Regions from separate parts of the Mus musculus genome. Here region 2 is linked to region 1. The links are chromatin contacts, called in public Hi-C maps. All regions are on one chromosome and are shown on one strand. Each heading gives the region's core, a stretch centred on a gene start, on an enhancer-like site or on the middle of the called end of the contact. The rest is flanking DNA. Distances are from core to core; before and after follow the strand shown.

Evidence for each region. A called contact is a pair of places that touch in the nucleus more often than the background predicts.
Region 2: a Hi-C map of the MNK3 cell line shows a contact between it and region 1, with 4 times the contacts expected there. The contact joins the promoter of Prrg1 here to the enhancer-like site in region 1. A contact is called at or near these places in 6 of 39 promoter capture datasets (the 3T3-L1 cell line, 3T3-L1-derived adipocytes, the C10 cell line and 3 more), 1 of 15 datasets of contacts at CTCF or cohesin (CD8 T cells), 8 of 484 Hi-C or Micro-C datasets (3T3-L1-derived adipocytes, the AML12 cell line, the C10 cell line and 5 more), 3 of 115 datasets of contacts at active chromatin or transcription factors (CD8 T cells, embryonic stem cells and large pre-B cells) and 2 of 9 other capture datasets (adipose tissue and pancreatic islet).

Annotation. Positions count from the first base shown.
Region 1 is chrX:78,539,912-78,542,751 of GRCm38.p6, forward strand. All of the region lies in intron 1 of Prrg1 (proline rich Gla (G-carboxyglutamic acid) 1), which reads right to left. Among named protein-coding and RNA genes, the nearest start is that of Prrg1, 43 kb to the right of the region's middle. Within about 2 kb of position 1,425, at least 1 of the 459 cell types and tissues checked has an H3K27ac peak or open chromatin away from gene starts, as enhancers often do. A contact at or near this core is called in the MNK3 cell line, where this site is marked.
Region 2 is chrX:78,582,527-78,585,366 of GRCm38.p6, forward strand. It overlaps Prrg1 (proline rich Gla (G-carboxyglutamic acid) 1), which reads right to left and starts at 1,371. Exons shown (of 4, transcript NM_027322.2): 1 at 1,243-1,371.

The DNA.
Region 1 (2,840 bases), core at 175-2,674:
TAATCATTCTGCCTCAACACTGCCTCCTTCTGCTCAGTGCTGGGATTACAAGTGTGTGATAACATGCCCAGTTAATTTTGCATATTTCTGAATGTCACAAAAATGGCATTAGTGTGGAGTCCTTTAGTTCAAGCATTTTTTGCTCACTACCATGCTCTTGAAACCCATTCACATTGTTCCACAGACCTGGAATACATTCATTCTCACTACTGATTCTATGTTAGGTGCATGTTAAACTTTTTTACTATTGATGAACATTGAATTATTTTAGATATAAGTTTGCTATAAGCAGTGCTGTATACATTTCTGTCTCCTGGAATTACTGTTTCATAGAACATACCTACATTAAGCTTTATTTGTATAAAAAAATCTTTCTGTGCAAGTACCAACAGGCTTCCAGTTGTTATACATTCTTAAAGACCTTTTTAAAATTTTTTTCAGTACTCTGATAGAAGGAAGTAGTGGCATGCTGTACATTATTTTTTTTTAACCAAGTGAGACATTTGAACATACTTATATGTGTTAACTGGTCTTTTGGAGATCTTTTGTACAGTATTTGCTTCAAGTCATATCCACTGAAGTATATATTTTTGTCTGTATTTTAAATGTTTTAGTTTATTATTTGTGTTTATATGCACACACATGTGTACATGCACATGTGATATGTATTTGCAGCCATTTGTGTCATGGCACATGTTTAGAGGTCAGAGAACAACTTTGTTGAGACAGCACTCCACTTTCTCCTTATGTGGAGTCCAATGAACAAAGTCAGGTCACCAGTCCTACATGGCAAGTACCTTTATCCACTGACACTTCACTGGCCTTATTTCATTGCTTTTTGAATACAGGGTCTCACATAAGCAAGGCTGTCCTCAAACTTAGTATGTAGCTCAGGCTGGTCTTGAACTCTTGGTTATCTTACCTCAAACTCCCAAATATATGAGACAGGAAGCCAGGTGGAACATATACTTTTAAAATAAGCAAACAGTCATAATTATATAAATGTTCCCTATGGCTTTGTGAAAACAAAGGCTTGAGCAGTAGAAGAGTCATTAAGACAAAGAGGGCCAGCAAGATGTCTCAAGGGGTACAGGTGCTTAACACCCAATCTGGGCAACTTTACTTCAAACCTCAGAACCCATGTAAGGGTACAAGAAGAGAACTGACTTCAAAAAGTTGTCCTCTGACTTCCATATGTGCATGTGCTCACACACAAATATCATGTGCACACAAAATATAATAATTTTTAAAAGATAAAGAACATCAAGTGGGAATATCAATAGTTATCTCTTCCAGTATATAAAGATTGAGAATGAAAACTAGAAAAGTAGTAATGAAAATGAACCTCTAAAGCAAGAACAAGACAAGGGAAGGGGCAGGGGATATTATGAAGACAAAACACATGAGTAGGATCTGAATCTTTTTAGTAGATTGGAAGGAAACCACAAAAAAGAAATAGGTCAAGAAACATGTTACCCATAGTCACAGTCCAGAAGGGCTTTTTGAAATAAAACAGGGTATAGATGGTCTTTAGCCTGTTTTTTAGTGCTATGCAATTTAGCGCAGTTCAGTGCTCTTAGGATAAAACACTAAATTTTGCATAAACAGACATGGATCCTACCTGTAAGTGGTATACATATCTCAAGGGTCAAAAATTCATCCTTTAAAGATACGATTGAATTAGCCAGTAAGGATGTATTAACCTTTCTTTAAACTCACAAGCCAACATTAAACTTTCCTTTCCTTCTTTTTTCTTTCTTTTATGAGTTACCAGAATGTACCATAGCATTAGCTGCTTATTTTTACTTTACTTATTAAATTTTAATAAGACTCTTCAGATAGCAGAACAATCAGTTAAAGAAAGTTAATATTACGGGACAAGATCAATGCCTAATGGACACCATATATAAGTGAAAAAGGAGAAATAATGTGGCTTTGGGTTTCAAAATATTAAGCACATCACAGCACAGAATTTCAGCCTGAAATGCAAAACAATATATATACGTTTTTTTAATGTGGTCTTATAAGAGGTTTAAAATAAATTAGATCATATGTAAAGCGCTCAACACAACAATAACTAGAAAAGCAGAATAGATTGTCACAATTAAAATTCTGCCATTATTATATTGTATGCCACCAAAACAGATATTGAATAATCACTGCAAATAGCATACAAAAGGAATTCGATATGTCTTGGAGGCCTTAAAAGGAAAAAGACCTTTATAAGCTATGTATTGCTATTACATCACTATCTAACAAATCATGCCACTGTAATGAAAATACTTAAGGATATTACATTAAAGTCATTGAGAGAACTAAAACTCAATTGCTTGCATACACAATTAAAACATTAACCTCAATTCTAAAGACTGAATATGGAGCTGCCAAGATGCCTCTGCAGTTAAAAGCGTTTGGTGCTACTACAGCGGACCTAGGGTCTGGTTCCCAACACCCATATCAGGTTGTTCACAACTACTTGTAATTCCAGTTCCATGGGATCTGATGCTTGCTTCTGGCTTCCTTAGCTACCAGGCATGCACATGATGCACATACATACATATGTGCAGGTACTTACACAGACACATAAAGTAAAAATCAATGAATCTTCAGAGAATGATTATTTTGAATAATGAAATTCTTAAATAAACAATACTCATATATAGTTTCTTTAATGATTGTTTCTCTTGGGTTCAAAATCCACTCAACTCCCAGCAAAAAAAAATTATTCAAGGGCTGGAGCTATAGCTCATTTTCGAGTGTTTACCTAACATATACAAGTCTCTAAGTTTAAACCCTTGCACCTTAAAAATATTTAATAAGGAAGTGATTTTTCTTATCAA
Region 2 (2,840 bases), core at 121-2,620, 43 kb after region 1:
AAACAATGAACAATACTCTAGCTAAATTTACTGACTTGTACACTGCCACATTTTCCCAAGTCTGATCATATTCTGTGACTATCAAAAGGGATTTATCTAGCTCTACTTAGCTATTCCAAGTCTTCTCCCTTTCATTCACACTCACTTATTTCTTCTGAAATACCATTATTTTTGGTTTTTCTTCTGTTGGGATTTGTAAAAACGTATAAAAATCAATCTCTCAATTTCTCTCTCTCTCTCTCTCTCTCTCTCTCTCTCTCTCTCTCTCTCTCTCTCTCTCACACACACACACACACACACACACACACACACACACACACACAGAGCAAGAACACACAAAATAGTAACCAGGCACATTCCTATGGGGAATATTCTTACTCTCAAAATCAACAGACCAGTAAAAAGAAAAAAGCCTCTGCAGAAAGTTGCTAGGTCTTTCTGGAAATTCCCCCAACTTCAGGCCCACACTGATTCCCCACCCCCTAGGGCGGCAACACAGACTTCTGAAGCAAGCCAGCCAACACGCGCGCGCTCGCTCGCTTGCAGACACACGCGCGCGCGAGCCTACACACACACACACACACACACACACACACACACACACACACACACACGTGCGCGCACGCGCGTACCCTCGCCCCCCCCCCCCCCCCGCCGCTGTCACCCACCACAGCCTACAAAACAGTTATAGCCTTTGTTAAAAAATGTCCAGGCACAATGTATCAGAAGAGGGACACATTCCCGGGGAAAGGAAAGTCATAGGAACGCCACACCCTCTATTGCAACAGTCCGGGCCAACAACCCACCTCCCCCAAATCCTCTCCCCACCGACAGGAAACCTTCCTGCCAACTCGGCACCCAGGGAAAGCAGAGGAAGGAAAAGAGTAAGCTAGGACACCGCTCGGGGGCACCAAGTAGGGGGACTGAACTTGAAGCTGGGCCACCTTCCAGGGCTCTCAAGCGAACCTTCCTGGCCTGGCCAAGCTCAAGTGAGGACTTCCAGCTTCTAAACGCCTTTCTTCTTTCTTCTAACTCGGCAGCTCCTACACACCTTTAAGTCTCCCGCCACGGCTCACTCCTCTCCACACGCAGCCGGAGGCTGGCAACCTCGAGAAGCCCCGCCACTGAAAAAGCTGCACGAGTCTCCCCTAACCGGGTCAAAGTCTTCCATACACACCCGAGTCCCTTTCTGGCTGCCAACCACGTTCTCTCCAAGGAGTCCCGCACCGCTGCCTCACTCACCGTGAGCCCCGCTCAGCTACTACGCGCTAGCAGAGCTGCAAGCCGCGCCTGCGCGCACCCGCTAGAGCCGGAGCCAGGAGCAAAGAGGGAGCCTGCAGCTGCTGCTGATGCGAAGGGCAATAGGAAGCCAGAGAACCCACATCAAGAGGGTTAAAAAAGAAGGGGCGGGGCCGGGAGGAAGTGGGAAGCAAGGGGAGTGGCCAGGCAGGGCGGGAAGGGAAGGGAAGAGTAGAGCTTCCACCACTGTGTGCTAGGCCATTGAGCTGGAGCCCAGCTAGAAAAGCTGCCTTTATCCCTTCTATGCCTCCCCAAACTAGGCCAGGTGCAAACCTTGCTTGAAGCAGAACCAAACAGTTGTAGGAGCAGCAAAGGACTACATTTGAGTGTCAAGGAATTGCCCCTTTCCCTGGGAGCAAATTTGCACTATTGCTTTTGAACAACTTTTGAGGCCAACAACCTGAATTCCCTTCAAAACAGTTTTTTTTTTCCTTAAAAGTAGGCTCTTGATTTGAAGCCCTGGCTGTTTTTATACTCTGTATATAGCCCAGGTTAGCCTCTACCTCGTGAAGATCCTGCCTCAGCCTCCCAAAGTGCTATTATTTCAGGTGTCTGCCACAGCACCCTTCTCTGAATAATTACCTTGGCAAAATCCATCTAAATGGCTTGGGAAAGGAGAACACAAGTTGTCAAATAAGTCCTATTTTTAAAGTCTTCGGTGGGTGTTTATAATTTGAACACTAAAAGACTTCTAAAGGCTCCTCTCAGATATGGGATCTAAGGCCGTGTTGTTTGGTACACTTTCTTCTGGTGTTTACCAATTCAAGAAGGCTAAAGTGATTATTATCCCATGCTGCACGCATGCTTAGTTTTAAGTTCTGAGCTTTTCTGTTTAGACTCTGGTCAGCTGTGGCATGGCATCTCATGCTTTCAGTTCAGCTATTAAAATAAGCACACCTCAGTGAACCCAAAGTGAAGAGGGTGTGGCCTTGAAGTTATTTGTTCCAAGCTAATTCCCCTACCCGGCCCTCCTTTTCTTTCTTTCTTTCTTTCTTTCTTTCTTTCTTTCTTTCTTTCTTTCTTTCTTTCTTTAACTTTAGTCATGACGGAATTAGGGCCACACTAGTTGGCCCTTCCCAATAAGTACTTTAGTTGTGGTTGGAACTTTATTTATTTATTTAGGGTTTTTTTTGTTGTTGTTGTTGTTCTTGTTTTTGTTTTTGTTTTTTGTTTTTTTTTTTTTTTGTATTATTTTGTTTTTTTGAGACAGGATTTTTTGGTATAGGCCTGGCTGTCCTGAAACTCACTCTGTAGACCAGGCTACCTTTGAACTCAGAGATCAACCTGCCTCTTTCTCCTAAGTGCTAGGATTAAAGGCTTGTGCCACAACCACCCAGCATGACTGAAACATTTTATGGGGCAGTCATATCATTGTCACTAAAGATCTAAATATACTGAAATTCCTCCTATTAGCTTTGTGGTTCTTCCATCTATGTATTTTATAAAGTAGACTTTCTTGAATTCACTTCTACTTTACATTTGAAAAATAAGCTTAGGGGGATTGTAGGGAGTAATTTTTGCTGAAAGGTGTGCTGGCAAGT